5 separate regions of the Zea mays genome follow, and all the other regions are linked to region 1. A link is a contact called in public Hi-C data. All regions are on one chromosome and are shown on one strand. The core of a region is the stretch at or near the end of the contact, and the rest is flanking DNA. Distances in the headings are between cores, read along the strand shown.

Evidence for each region. Hi-C and Micro-C count contacts between places; a contact is called where the count stands out from the background.
Region 2: a Hi-C map of bundle sheath shows a contact between it and region 1, with 4 times the contacts expected there. The contact joins the promoter of LOC100501482 here to the promoter of LOC118472959 in region 1. A contact is called at or near these places in 2 of 25 Hi-C or Micro-C datasets (bundle sheath and leaf mesophyll).
Region 3: a contact with region 1 is called in a Hi-C map of ear, with 2.4 times the contacts expected there. The contact joins the promoter of LOC100273108 here to the promoter of LOC118472959 in region 1. A contact is called at or near these places in 4 of 25 Hi-C or Micro-C datasets (bundle sheath, ear, endosperm and 1 more).
Region 4: a Hi-C map of ear shows a contact between it and region 1, with 4 times the contacts expected there. The contact joins the enhancer-like site here to the promoter of LOC118472959 in region 1. A contact is called at or near these places in 2 of 25 Hi-C or Micro-C datasets (ear and tassel).
Region 5: a Hi-C map of tassel shows a contact between it and region 1, with 3 times the contacts expected there. The contact joins the promoter of LOC111589758 here to the promoter of LOC118472959 in region 1. A contact is called at or near these places in 2 of 25 Hi-C or Micro-C datasets (ear and tassel).

Annotation. Positions count from the first base shown.
Region 1 is chr7:113,046,691-113,049,454 of Zm-B73-REFERENCE-NAM-5.0, forward strand. It overlaps LOC118472959, which reads left to right and starts at 1,409. Exons shown (of 1, transcript XM_035961006.1): 1 at 1,409-2,339. The coding sequence starts at 1,685. The coding sequence ends at 1,978.
Region 2 is chr7:112,625,913-112,628,676 of Zm-B73-REFERENCE-NAM-5.0, forward strand. It overlaps LOC100501482, which reads left to right and starts at 1,331. Exons shown (of 3, transcript NM_001366928.1): 1 at 1,331-2,764. The coding sequence starts at 2,075.
Region 3 is chr7:113,402,022-113,404,785 of Zm-B73-REFERENCE-NAM-5.0, forward strand. It overlaps LOC100273108, which reads right to left and starts at 1,400. Exons shown (of 7, transcript NM_001147557.2): 1 at 1,005-1,400; 2 at 314-483; 3 at 1-213. The coding sequence starts at 1,122.
Region 4 is chr7:113,381,696-113,384,459 of Zm-B73-REFERENCE-NAM-5.0, forward strand. No RefSeq gene overlaps it. Among protein-coding and RNA genes, the nearest start is that of LOC100273108, 20 kb to the right of the region's middle. Within about 2 kb of position 1,351, at least 18 of the 20 cell types and tissues checked have an H3K27ac peak or open chromatin away from gene starts, as enhancers often do. A contact at or near this core is called in ear and tassel, where this site is marked.
Region 5 is chr7:113,344,419-113,347,182 of Zm-B73-REFERENCE-NAM-5.0, forward strand. LOC111589758 reads right to left here and starts at 1,329. Exons shown (of 2, transcript XM_023300650.2): 1 at 1,115-1,329; 2 at 904-976. The coding sequence starts at 1,329. The coding sequence ends at 904. LOC103632720 (transcription factor MYB20) reads left to right here. Exons shown (of 5, transcript XM_008654463.3): 1 at 1-562; 2 at 653-736; 3 at 821-971; 4 at 1,110-1,654; 5 at 1,793-2,764. The coding sequence starts at 1,522. The coding sequence ends at 2,562.

The DNA of each region.
Region 1 (2,764 bases), core at 159-2,658:
GATCTTTTTCTCAAATTTTCTTTAATACATCATCAACCTGTGCTATTAAAGTTTATACGGCCCATACATAGGGACTCCCGATCTATGTGAAAAAAAAATAAATCTAAAGCAAAGTGTAAAAGCAGTGGACTTATGTTTGAAAGGGAGTTGTGTCTTCTGGGTCGGATTTCAGTACGGAAACCGAGTATCGCTAATCTAGACAGCTACTCATGTGGAGAAGCAATAGAGCCCGCCAGATTGATGAGTTGAGAGCAACAGGTCAACATAAAAAAAACCGAGTAGCTTAAGTGTGAAGTTATAATTTATAATACCAATTAAAATAGTTTTTTATCTAAATAATAAATAAAAAGACGTATCTAAATGTTTTCTAAAGATTTAACGCTCTAGTCTTATGATTTTGTGGAGCAGCTAATGACTTAGTTCACCAAATTTCTGAAAGGGAGCTGTACAGGGCCACAAATTAAAAGCGGAGTGACGAGAGTGGTTGCCTGCCGCGTCTGTACCGTACTACGTCATTAGCGCTAGCATAACACCCGTTGCTACTTGCTAGCGTCAATGCAGCAGCTTGCAACAGTGAGATCGAAGCAAGATCTGCTTCTTTTTTGATTTCGGATCTTCTTTTGCGCCTTTTTTACCCCCCGGGTGAAGAAACGTTTTTACCGGCAGCCGGCAGGAGCAAAAGTCACACCTGCCAACATGTTTGGTTCGACAAACTAGTATAACGCCAACGCAATCAAACGAAACACAGTCGCAAGTTTTATCCGTTAGGCGGGCGTAATCGGATGGCGTTCAAGCAAAGTCATATTTTATCCTAACCACGCCTGCAGGACGTCGGTTGAACCGAACCATAACCATATATATGTGGCCATGGCGGACTGGAGGAGGATACGCAGATCTCTATCTATCCTCCAAGCAAAAGAGAGACGTCAGAAGTACCCGGCCTATGGTGAAAACGAAACGTAGATAGATAGATAGATAGATAGATAGATAGATAGATAGATAGATAGATAGATAGATAGATAGGCTCAACCGTCTGCCGGCCGCCTACCTGCCCGTATCTACACCGTCGTCGTCAGGTAGTAACGGTCGGTCGGTCGCATGAAAACGCGGTGAAATCGTTTGCGTCTGGTGCTGCTTGTGGATGACGACGACCGCACGCGTTTTTTTTAATGCGCGGTTCAGGCTGCTCCTGCTCTCATCGACCGCGGTGGCATACTTTCAGACTGTGATGCGGATATTATTAGTAGGTGCGGCTGCAAGCCTGAAACCAGAGGAGAACCGCTTGATGAGGTGTTGGTTGAAGAGAATGGGTGAAATAAATCAATTAAATCGTGCCTTGAATGGCCTGGAGACGGTTCGGCGTGGCGTTCCCTTTCGCGAGGCTTTGGATTGGACGACCGCTCAGCGTTCCCTTCCTTCCTCGCCCATCGCTTTCGCGCCAAAAAGTGGAGAAGCCAAATCCAAGCCTCGCACGCAGCAGCCCCTCTGCCTCCTCCCTCTCTCATGCTCATCCATCTCCGGCGCTATATATATCTATACCGACAGCCGGGACGCCGATCGAGTCACCAACAAGAGTAGTAGTCGGAGCCGTCCGTAGTAGCTAGCGTACGTACGTGTGAGTTTGTGACCAATTCAGAGAAGCCTCGATCATCGTTCGCTTCGCTTCGCTTGTGTGTCGATATATATGGCGAGATCGCCGTTTGTTCCGATGGATCAGGGGAAAGAGCAAGGCGCCGGACGAGGAGCGGCCGGCAATAATAAGGAGCGGCAGGAGGAGGAGGTGCTGCTGGTGCACAGCCAGGTGCGGCGGATCAAGAAGGAGGACGAGGAGGCCTTCAGGGAGCGCCTCCTGAAGCTGCGCCTGCTGGAGACCCGGCCCAACACCGGCGCCGGCGGCGTGGCCTGGCGAGCCCCGCGCTCCCTGTCGCCGCTCCGCCGTGCCGGCAGCGCCATCATCCCGGTCCCGGTGAGCGAGTGACTAGTAGCGAGCATCCGTCGACACGCGGTTCTCTCGGCTGCCCGCGCGCCCGCCGCCGGTTGTAGATATCGCTAGGCGCGTACGTAGCGAGCGTGACCAGTGTTCTTGGGGGGTGTTAGTGAGTGAGCCTGCCCGTGCTTTGCGCCTGCGCGCGCGGACATGGGATCGGAGCTTGGTAGACGACGACGGTATATAGTAGGTAGCATCGCCATGTGTACGTACTGCGTGGTTCCTGGTACAGTAGCATAGCATGCTCTGTTTCTGTATCCTGCTGTGCTCTTCTTCTTGGTGGTGGTGGTGTGTATGTATATATAAATATATGTTTACGATGAGTTATGAGAGGGAGTTTATTACCTGCTTACCTGCTGTGCTGTTTTTTTTTCCTTAATTCGTTCTGTTCTACTATATGCTTACCAGCTGCCATGTGTTCTCAAATCATGTGATCCAATCCAAGAACCGAAGCCAGCCATCCTTCGTGCATGAACACAATCCTCGTAGCAAGCAAGCACCTGGATAGGGCTAATACTAGTGTGCAGGGATGATATATACCTAGCGTACATGGAGGTTTGATGCGCATATATATCCACATACATAAAATCCCGGCCTTTAAAATCAGATCTAATAGTGTACGGTTGTTGTATTTTTTTTTTACGAAACCTACCCTCTCCCATGCCTGGTTTGTTCTGTAGAAAACCCTATATAGTATCGTGCTCGTGCACCGTTGAATCTGGTTCTAAAACTGAAGATTAACTCTATAGATGCACATATGCATCGTCATGTGCACTG
Region 2 (2,764 bases), core at 81-2,580, 420 kb before region 1:
AGCGAAATAGTGACTCAGAGCATGTATAATACGGATGCGGAGTGTTGCTGGAGTTGGTCTTAGCCGTCCAGGCCGGCTAAACCCAAGCTCCCGACGGGCCCCTGCCACAGGGAAGAAAAAAAACCCTCTCTTTCTTCCTGCCCGGGGGGAGCGACAGCTGGGCCGCGGCACGTGCCGCGGCGCCCTTCCCGGGCGACACGTAGGCGGCCGCACGTGCGCGGGAGCGGCGATCTCACACGGCCGACGCGGGCGGATATTTTCCCACGCGGGCTGCCCCGGCCGCCCGATGGGGATCGGACGGCGCGAGAGGGTCCGGAAGTGGATAGGGCTCAGCGCGGCGTGGTCCCCTTTTTCGCTCGCCTTGGCACTGGCAGGCAGATGCAGATCGTGGGAACTCACGCTTCCAGCTAGCTCCCCCTGTACTGCGCTGTCTCTGCGTGTGAACAACCCAACTTTTTTTTTCACGGTGGTCCCTCGGCCTCCTGTTATTCACATGCCGATCGAGGCGGATCGGGGGGCAAAAAAAATAAAAAAATAAAAAAATAAAAACTCCTGCGCTGCAGGCACAGGATTTGTTTAGGAGCGATTGATTCCTTGTCCAGTTTTTAGCAGTGCGCGGATGGGGCGGCGGCGGACGGGCTTAAGAGTTGCTGGCTGGCAGGAGAAAAAACAACGCGTCATTATCCAGTCCTTTCTTGGAAAAACAATTGAAGTCAAAAGATCGCATGTATGTGCAGGCGTGCAGCTACGAACGGAAATAAATAAATAAATAAATAAATAAATTGGAGACGGAGCAGGCGGGCGACAGATAAGACTCCAGGTTTCGCAAGGAACGCTTCCGTCCCGTTCCTGCTTGCCTTGGTAGAGAGTCCGGAGGAACAAATCCCCACCTCCCCCAACACGCTCTTTGAGCGACCAAAACGTGTGCTCGCTATCTAAAAACCAGCAAACAGGATAACGCTTTCGTTCGAGGCAGCAGCATACCATAATCGTGATCCGAACAGCTGCTGGGCGGGTGGGTGGGCGTGGGCAGCAGGACAGGACGGCAGGCAGAGGGCAAGCGGCCACCCAAGCGATAAACAACAAGAACACAGGGTTGTTTCCAGCAAATCGCCCGAGTTGTATTACTAGTATTTTATTCGGCGCGTCTCCATCGCGAGGCCACTCGGCTCGGCTGCTCGGCTCCGGATCGGCGTCTCTGCTACTAAACTAAAATAAAATAAAACGCTAAAGCTTATCGCAACTCGTTCTCTCGGCTGCTGCTCCTGCTGCTTGCTACTTAAACAAACACATCTCAGCGTCTCTTGCGATCGCTCAAGAGCCACCACCACCAGTCCACCACGCCCCCTGCACGCGACCCGAGGCCAAGAATCGCTTCCGTTCCGCGCCGCCTCCTATATCCAGCGAGCGGCGCTGCCAGCCCACGCCTCGCTCGAATCCCTCCTCCTTCCTGGAAACGGGGTTTGCTTTCCCTGCCCCGCCAAATCCTTTCTTCTCCATCCAGCCGGTTCCTACCCATCCTGCCGGCTGCGGCTGCGGCAGCGGCTGCCTGGCGCTGCCGTGCGTTGCAGAGCGAGGGCGAGGCGGAGGTGGCCAAATGCCGGTCCAGGACCGGGTCGTCGTCGTCGGCGAGCGCGCGAGACTCTGTCTCCCCCCTGCCGCCGGTCTGTCGAGGTGTGGTAGTGGTAGTGGCCGTCCCAGCTGGAGCACCTGAGACGTCGTTGCTCGGTCGTCCGGATTGATTTCGGCCGAAAGCTGCTTGTGGGTTTTTTTTTCCGGAAAGGGAGGGAGGGAGGGAGGGCAGCCTTTTCGGTTTTCTGATTGTTACTAGTTGCTCTGCGGATTCGATTCCCTTGCCGAGATTTATCTCTTCGCCGCCGGAGACTGGTGGACAGCAGATCCTCTTCCATCTCCGCCGGCCGTTCATTCTTAAGCTGCCTGCGAAGCTTTTTCTTGAGACCCTCTCCAGAGTACTGTTCGCCGGATCTTGGTTTGGAGGGCGAGCGGTGAAAGATCGAATCCTTGTTTGGAGGTTCAGCGGCAGGCAGCTCGCTGTGACGTCGCCCGTGCGGGCATGGTGTCCAGATCCTACTCGAACCTCCTGGAGCTCGCCGCCGGCGGCAGCGGCGGCGAGCCGCTGCCGTCGCTGGGGCGCCGCCGGATACCGCGCGTCGTGACGGCCTCCGGCATTGTGCCGGACCTCGACGTCTCCGACGCCGCCTCCGCCGCCGACCAGTCCTCCCACGCGCCGCGGGAGCGCGTCATCATCGTCGCCAACCAGCTCCCCGTCCGCGCCTCCCGCCGCGCCGCCGCCGGCGCCGGCGGCGGCGGGTGGGACTTCGCGTGGGACCAGGACAGCCTCCTCCTGCAGGTCAAGGACAGCCTCCGCGCGCACCACGGCCGCGCGGACGTGGAGTTCGTCTACGTCGGCGGCCTCCGCGACGACGTGCCCCCAGCCGAGCACGACCAGGTCGCGCACGACCTCCTCGAGGGCTTCCGCTGCGTTCCCACCTTCCTGCCCGCCGACCTCCGCTCCCGCTTCTACCACGGCTTCTGCAAGCAGCAGCTCTGGCCACTGTTCCATTACATGCTGCCACTGTCGCCGGAGCTAGGCGGCCGCTTCGACCGCCTCCTCTGGCAGGCCTACGTGTCGGTCAACAAGATCTTCGCCGACAAGATCCTGGAGGTGATCAGCCCCGACGAAGACTTCGTCTGGGTGCACGATTACCATCTCATGGTGCTCCCCACATTCCTGCGGAAGCGC
Region 3 (2,764 bases), core at 150-2,649, 360 kb after region 1:
ACCAACAGTAGAACTGGCCGCAGCGTTGTTGTTGATGGCAAAAGGCGGCTGCTTGAACGCAGTACCGTTCGGAAGGCTAGGCGAGCTCTGGACCCTGAACATCGGACTGTTCTGGTTGAACGGCGACGAGACCGGAGTGACTCTAGCCCCGTTCAGCGCATGCTGCGTGCGGTGCGCGGCGGCGTAGTGCGTGCTGTCGGGGCCGAACGACCTCTGCAAAAGCATCATCAGAGGCCCGAAAAGGGACCTAGATGTATCAGTAAAAACTCGGAAGCTGACATGGACCAGAACCAAGAAGGGCAGCCGCGCAAACCTGGTGCGTGAGGATACGAGGGGCCGGGTTCTTGGCGCCGTCGAAGGAGGAGAACTGGGGGAACGAAGCTGACCGGAACGACATCAACGCCGGGGCGGCGCCGGGCTTGCTAGCGAAGGACCAGTCCATTGCCGGGGCTGCTGCTGCTGCTCCTGCTCCGCCGAAGTAAGCTGGGGAGAGAGATTGCACACATGCCTCTGACAATCAGACGCCGGCACATAAATACACACAGCAAAGCAAGAACCCAGAGATGGATCCGTTAACCATCCCCATCCCACACGAGCGATCAGACTACTAGCAGCTCGAAATCAACTAACGACACGCGCGGCTGTCCGAAAGGCTCGGCCAGCCTCTCCCGGAAACATCGTCGCTTTCTTCACGTATTAACTCTCCCCACAATCGAGCGTACACGGCAGGCCGGCCGTCAAAAGGAATTCGGCAGGCATGCCAGCCAAGCAAGCCCACACTCTTTGTTGCGAAGATAAAGTAATCAGCAACAAAACACACACAGAGAAAAGAGAGAGAGAGAGGAAAGGGACGCTTGAATTTCGCAGCGCACCCATGCCGCATCTCGCCGCACCGAATGGAGCGAACCCAACCCCAGCACGGCAAGAAACTAGGGCACGGCTCGGTGCGGGCACAGATCAAGAAACGCAGCGCGGCAGGCGGCGAAAGGAGGCCGGGAGCATACCAGATTCCTCCGCGCCTGCCTCCTCCTTGTGCGGGTGCTGCTGCTCCTTGCCGATCGCGGCCAGGAAATCCCTCTCCATCCAACTGGACTCCGGAAAGGAGGCACCAGATTTTGCCATGCCCTCCCGAGGTAACTGCTGGTGGGTGGAGTGGAGAGACAAACAGCGGCAGCCCCCTCCAGGCTCAAGCAAGCTCTGTGAAGCCTCTCTCCCCTCAGCTCCTCGCCTTCTCGTCCGCCCCTCCACTAGCTAGTGATGACGGTGCGCGGCAGCATTGAAAATTCTCCTCTCTCTTCTCCTCTCCTCTTGTAGTTGTAGGCCTGCCGTGTGCCCGTGTGTGCTATTTGTGTTTGTTTAATGGCTTGCGCTTCACTTTTTAATTGAAAACGAGGGCATTAGGAAACAAAAAAATAATTAAAAATAGGAGTAGGAAACAAAAGAAATAAAGGAGTGGTTCGCGTGGCGACTAGGGGCCAGCGGGCCCGGGCCGCGGTGACCGGATCGCTCGCGTCGTTCTCGGCGGGGCCCGCGCCACGTTTACCGGTTCCCCCGGTCGAGTCCCCCACGTGGTACGACACAACGTCCTTCCTGCTGCACTCTGCCTGGTTACGTCGAACGCCACTGACATTTTGGGCGGAGAGGAATGGAACCCCGCATGTCGGTGGAAGAGTGTGCGGCGACCGAGCGTCCAGCGTGGCTCAGACGCGGTGGGCGGGTCGTTGATAGGACGACACGTGTCCGGGAAGGAGAGCGCACGAGGTGAACCGTGGTGGGCGGCCAGTGGCTCCCGCGGTGGGGCCTCGGGATTCTCTGCGCGGGGAACGGGTCCCACGTGAGTTCTGCTCCGGACCACGATTCACGAGGCCACCGAACTTTTTACATTTTAACCTTGTTTTAGGACCGTTTGTTTTCTCGTTAAACTTTAGCACTATATTTTTTTCTTCTGAAGTTTAGACGCTAAAGAAACAAACATGTGACAAAAAGTGTTGTGCTAAAGTTTAGCATATATTAGCACTTTAGCTCAACCAAAGATGATAAAACTATGCTAAAAATAGTCTCCAATCCTATTTTGCATGGATTACCCCTTTCACTCTCCCACCATTGGCCGCCGCAGTTGATAAAGTTTAGCACTTTATCCAAACAGTCCTCAAGTGCTAATGTTTAGCACATGCTAAATTTTAGCAGCCGCTAAACTTTAGCACTAGAGATATAAACATACCCTTAATTTTAATTTCGTATCTCTAATACAACTATTAATGTGTTTGGATTAATGGTATCTTACTCATTTAGTATATGGCTATATGCCAGGTAGAATGAAAAGCTGATGTGACATGTGAGTAAAGAGGAAAGAGAATAAAGATTTTAATAGAGATGTCGCTCAGGCACGATTCATACTCTTGTATACATCTAACATTTAATAATCCTGTAAGACTATTGAACATCAGATGATATTATAATTAGGACAACTATATCTTGTATAGCAACATATGATTTGGCAAGTTGTATATCGTGATAAGAAATAGTGGGTTAGGAATAGCCTAAGGCTACTCCAAATAAGAGTTTCATTGTGTTATTCTTAATATTGCGCACCATCAAGAATGAGATGAAAAAAGAATAAAACATGCAAAAGTTTTAGTTCATGATTTTACATGCTAAAATGTCAATTAAATGTTGCATCGAAATGACCAATAAAAATGTATGAAATGAAAAAAATTGCTCTCAATGGTGGTTTCATGTGTTTTTCAATAACTTCAAAATAAGT
Region 4 (2,764 bases), core at 101-2,600, 330 kb after region 1:
GATAGATAACTTAGTGCAAGGTCACTTAATTATACAACTTATTATTTATATTTCAATCTCTCTACTAATAATTTTTATATCAAATCATGAACTCAGTTGTTTTTATCACATAAATTTTGGACCATGATCTCACTAATATATCATTACGATACTTATTAATTATGAGAAGAACAAGAGATGAAACTCACGGGTTACCCGTGGATACCCGCTAACCAGATGGGTACGGGTTTGGGTACAATTTTAAACTTGTTTTGGGTACGAGTTTTTAATGGGTATATATATTTTACAAGGGTACGAGTTTGGGATGGCAAAAACCAGCACAGGAGGAGGTGTATAATTGAGTCCATTTGTAATCGGATATTTATCGACTGCTAATTTATTTTTAAACTAAAATGTACTTTAGAATGGTCGCTTACTTGAGACTTGGGAGAAGCCGTCAGCTTGACTTGCTGGCCCGGCAGGGGAAGCGCAAGCAGAGAGTCTACGACGATCGAGCAGAGCTCGTCTGGACTCTGGAAGCTGCGAGTAAAAACTCTGCAGTTCACACCGTACCATGCACAATTCAGACTACCACGTATACGTATACACCAGCTCGATGGCCTGGAGGCTAGCACGCGTGTCCAGAAATAGCCACTGCTACTTTATGAAAAAAGGTAGATATAGGACCGAGTACTGCTACATTCGCATTCATATCATATCCACTACGTACATTTCTGAGTGAAAAAAAAAATATTTTTCCTACAATAAATCCGACATTGAGCTGACCTTTTTTCTGTGCTTGGCTCTCTATTGTTCTGCTGTCAACACGGCATGCAGAAACCCGAACTGTGGACGGAGGGGAAAACTGACAAGTGGCAGCAATGATGATAAAGAATAAGTAAACAACGACAACGTCGTACCCCACCAGATCAGGATATGCTGCTGATCGACCGACTATGGAGTAAGGAGTATGGAGATGGACTGGACGCGTCGTCTACCTTTTCGTTTCGTTGGCAACCGGCGCCGACCCACGCTTGCAAAGATTTGGATTGGATTGGCAGTGGCACTACGTACAATCCCGGCCCCCTGCAGATGGCATTGCACCCTCCACAGCTGGAGGCCAGCTGCATGCAATGCACTACTACTGTCTACTACAATGCAATGCAAACCCTACCACTCCATCTGGGATCGTCAACAGCTATTGTCATGGACATGGTGATTAGCAGGATCTGGATCCCTCCGTGCGCAGCGGTTGACCTAACCCGGCCCCCCCACCGGCCACCACCACCACTTCGCGCTCTCGCCTCTTCGGTGACGACACATGACGGAGAAGGTGACGCCGATGGTGCGCTGCGCACGGGCTGGCCTCGCTCGCGCCTCTAATCAAACCCAACCCATCAAGACAATCACCGTGCGTGTACTGTGTGGGCTGGGGAATCTAGAGAAGCCCATGACGAAACCGACGGGGGAACGCCCACCGGACTTGAAACGCAAGGGAGCAAGCAGGCTTCAATTGGAGGGAGCCCAGGAAAGCTCGAGCTTCCCGGGAAGGAGTAATGGCAGACAGGCAGGCTGGTTTTCCGGGCAAGAAGTAATAATGACCGCATCCAAGTTCCGAATGCCGCTTCTCTCTCGGAAAGGCGAACCGCGAATGGTGCATGCGCAATTTGAAAGGCGACTCGTGCATGCACGTCAAGCTGACTCGCACTTCTAGCAGCAGCAGCTGACGAAGACATGGCATTGTTTGGACATGCGTTAGCACATTCTTAATGAAACAAATCCACTTTTTGCACATACCCTAGTACTAGGAGCGTGCCTCTGGATATATACACCCTCTGGTTCCAAAATTAAAATTCTTGACGTTTAACCTACTAAAAATATGGATGAAAATTCTATAGTACGTTTTAGCTTTTACATGCAACTTTAGCCGTTTTTTACCCCCTACATGCGCGTTTATTCTGCATGCTTCTAATGTTGCGCATTAACTACACCCAGCATGCATGCACATTTTAAAATGTTGGCAACATGATGTGGAAGAGGGTTGACAAGTCTATGTCTATGGGATATCGAACAGCTTATGGAGGTTCCAATAATTGTGGTTTATTAGGAGATGCTGAAGATCATTTTTAAAAGTTTTTCTAAACCTTAGTACACGCATATTCTAGTTCTAATTAATATTACTACTACTACATGCATACTAAGATCATTACTACTCCAACTAATATATAATTCTATTTTGCGCGAGCGAAAAAATGGCGTGTGCATATATCCATGCAGATCGGGTGCCAACAACAAAAAAATAAGAACGCGGATGTAGCTCAGCAAAAAAAAATTACATAATGAAAAAGGGCATCATTTTTTATGTAATTAGACGCATAACCAAAATTTTAGGGCTAATCGATACATCACGCTTAGCAAAAAAAAATCTAGCAAAGTCAGCATATATGTATTATTCGTATCTACATAATTAATTTCAAAATTCATACAACATATATATCACAAATCTTTGATGACAAATTGACAATCTCCTTATAGTGTTAAGGATCATAGACAGGGCCGGTCCTGACATTTCGGGGGGCCTAAACAAAAATTTATATAGAGGCCCCATATAACTAGATATATGTATATATCATCTACACATCTACTAAATACATATCAGTAAAGAAATTGTATATAAGTTACTGTAATATAGAATATTACACATTATTGTTTATAAAATAACATTGGCTGAAATAATAAAAATTTACTTGTCACTTCTCATCTTATAAAACTTCTTCTAATATTT
Region 5 (2,764 bases), core at 79-2,578, 300 kb after region 1:
TCCTGGCAGCGCGGCGATTGAGGCACCATACGCGCCCTGACCACGACGCTTTCATGGCCCGCCTAGAGCTCCTCCCACCGCCACAGCCTCCGCCGTCGCAAGGAGGCCAGCCCGGGCGAGGTGGCGCAGGCCATCGCCATGTTCCCCAGATCCTGTTCCACAGCGTCGCCTTCTTCCAGGTACACCCAGCTCTCGCCTTCTTCAGGCACAGCTCCAAGCCGTCAAGCGCCACCCAGTCCCGATTCCCTTCACACCGTCTCTCGCCCTATCCTATCTGACGGTCCAAGACTCTGAGTTTGCCGTGGTGAGTGTGCTTCACTGCTTCTCTAATTCCTCCCGTTGCATTGGTTCGATGGAATATGGCGCTGAGGAGGAGGCGGCGACCGATGACCCCAGTAGCAGCGGGGGCACCAGGCGTTGGGCGACTGAAGGGGAGCCCGAAGCTGACTGTGGATGCGGACATGCGAGATATGGCGAAGACGGCCGCGTGGAGCGTTAGTTCCTACAGGGCTGGCAACGGTGTCACGGCCCTGCACGACAACAACCTTGACACCTGCCGACAGTTAGTGACAATTGCTCATCGCTTTTATTCTTTGTTGAATTAGTTGAAGCTAGAAGGTCAGAGTTTTTAAAATCTACGATTTGGTTTCAGGTCTGATGGGGCTCAAGTGTACAGCCGCAAATGGTGAACATCCAGTTCCAGAAGAAGTTGCAGGCGTGTAGCTGCAGCCTGCAGGTGCCTGCTTCAGTACAGATTCTACTCCCTTTGCCTTGCGATTCGATGGTTTTGAGATTTAATTAATTCTATGTCGTGCGGCAGCTCGTCGTGATATACGTGGATTTCAAGCTCGAAGAAGTGCTCCACTAAAAATGAAACGTTAGAATTCAGCTGAGCATCTTACTCTACATTGCAGCAAACTGTGACGTGCTTTGCTGAGTTAGATTAGTCTGGCATGCTTGAGTTTCCCATGGTAAAATTATCATTCATTTGCATTGTACTTCTATTTTTTTAAAGAACTTTGCCATTTGTTCATACCAAACCGGTCTATTTTATGTGTCTACTTTGAATCGCACTAAATTAAGTTTATTAATGCATTCGGCTAATGTAGGTAGGGCGCCGCGAAGCGCGCCTCTTTTTCTAGTAAACAAAAGCGCAAATGGAAGCCGCTTCACGTAGCAGCCCGTGCAAAGCAAGCGAAAGGGACCCGCGAGCAGCGAAGCAACCAGGCCAAGCGCAACACGACCTACACCGTGGGGCCGGCCATCCAGGAGACACGCGTATTCCGTCCTGGACAAAGGACCGCATCCACTTGCTAGCTCGCTAGTCATTACCTGATTTCGCCGCGGGCGTCGTCGTCTTTCTCCTTCCTCGTCCTTTATAAAGGAAGGTGGCAATGGCCTTTCCCTCTGCACCGCCAAGTTAGCTTGCCTAGCCACATCAAAGCAAAGCTAGCTACGGCCAGCTTTGGCGATCTGCTTGCTTCTCTCTGAGCGTTTCTTTACAACTAAACCAACTGAGCAATGGGGAGGCAACCGTGCTGCGACAAGGTGGGGCTGAAGAAGGGCCCGTGGTCGGCGGAGGAGGACGAGAAGCTCGTCACCTTCCTCCTCACCAACGGCCAGTGCTGCTGGCGCGCCGTGCCCAAGCTTGCCGGTGAGTGAGCGTGCCTGACTGACCATCCCGCTTCCATCGTGTTAATTAATTTGGCTCATACTATTAGGCTTCCATGCACGCTAAGACGCCAACGACATGACGATGAACCCACTTTCTCTCTCTCTGTATAATGGGCAGGGCTACTGCGGTGCGGAAAGAGCTGCAGGCTTCGGTGGACCAACTACCTGCGCCCGGACCTCAAGCGCGGGCTGCTGTCGTCGGAGGAGGAGACGACGGTGATCGACCTGCACGCGCAGCTGGGCAACCGGTGGTCCAAGATCGCGTCGCACCTGCCGGGACGCACGGACAACGAGATCAAGAACCACTGGAACACGCACATCAAGAAGAAGCTGAGGAAGATGGGCATCGACCCTGCCACCCACAAGCCCCTCCACCCACAGCCAGCAGCTCCTCCTCCGACTCAGCAGGAGCAGGACACGGGCGGGTCGCCCGAGGAGGAGGGGGAGAAGGCCGACGCGGTCATGATGGCAGCAGCTACGCCGATTATCGGGCACGAGACGGCGCCGTTCTTTACCGACGAGGAGGAGATGCTGGCGCACCTCCTTGACGACATCGACGACTTCCCACCCGCGGCTTATTCTCCCGACGACTCTTCTTCGCCCTCCTCCTCCTCCTCCGCGTCCCGGTCGTCTCACTCGGCCTCCGTCGTCACAGCGCCGTCGTCGAGCGGAGCTGGTGGAAGCAGCGTCGCCGACGGCGAGCGGCCGCTGCAGATGGTGGAGTGGCCTGAGTCCATGTGGCTGGACGACGACGTGGTGCCCGGCCTGGCCACGACGCCGTGGGAGTTCGAGGACGACAACCCCTTCCTCGCCTACCAGAGGAACAACGCTCTGTTCGATCACCAGCTGGAGGCATGGAACAACGACGGCAGGGTCGAGCTGTTCTGAGGCGCTGAGATGATCTACTTCTTCCTCGATCGTCATTAGATTAGATGTAGTTAATTAATACGTCATCCCCGGCCTACGATCGAGCAGTTCGCGTTGCACAGACCAGAGCACTCACGGCCGTTGAAAATAAGCAAGAGAAAGAGATGAAAGTGGTTGCACGCCCGGTTTCTTGGTTTTCTAAAACCTTTGGCCGGGCCGACCA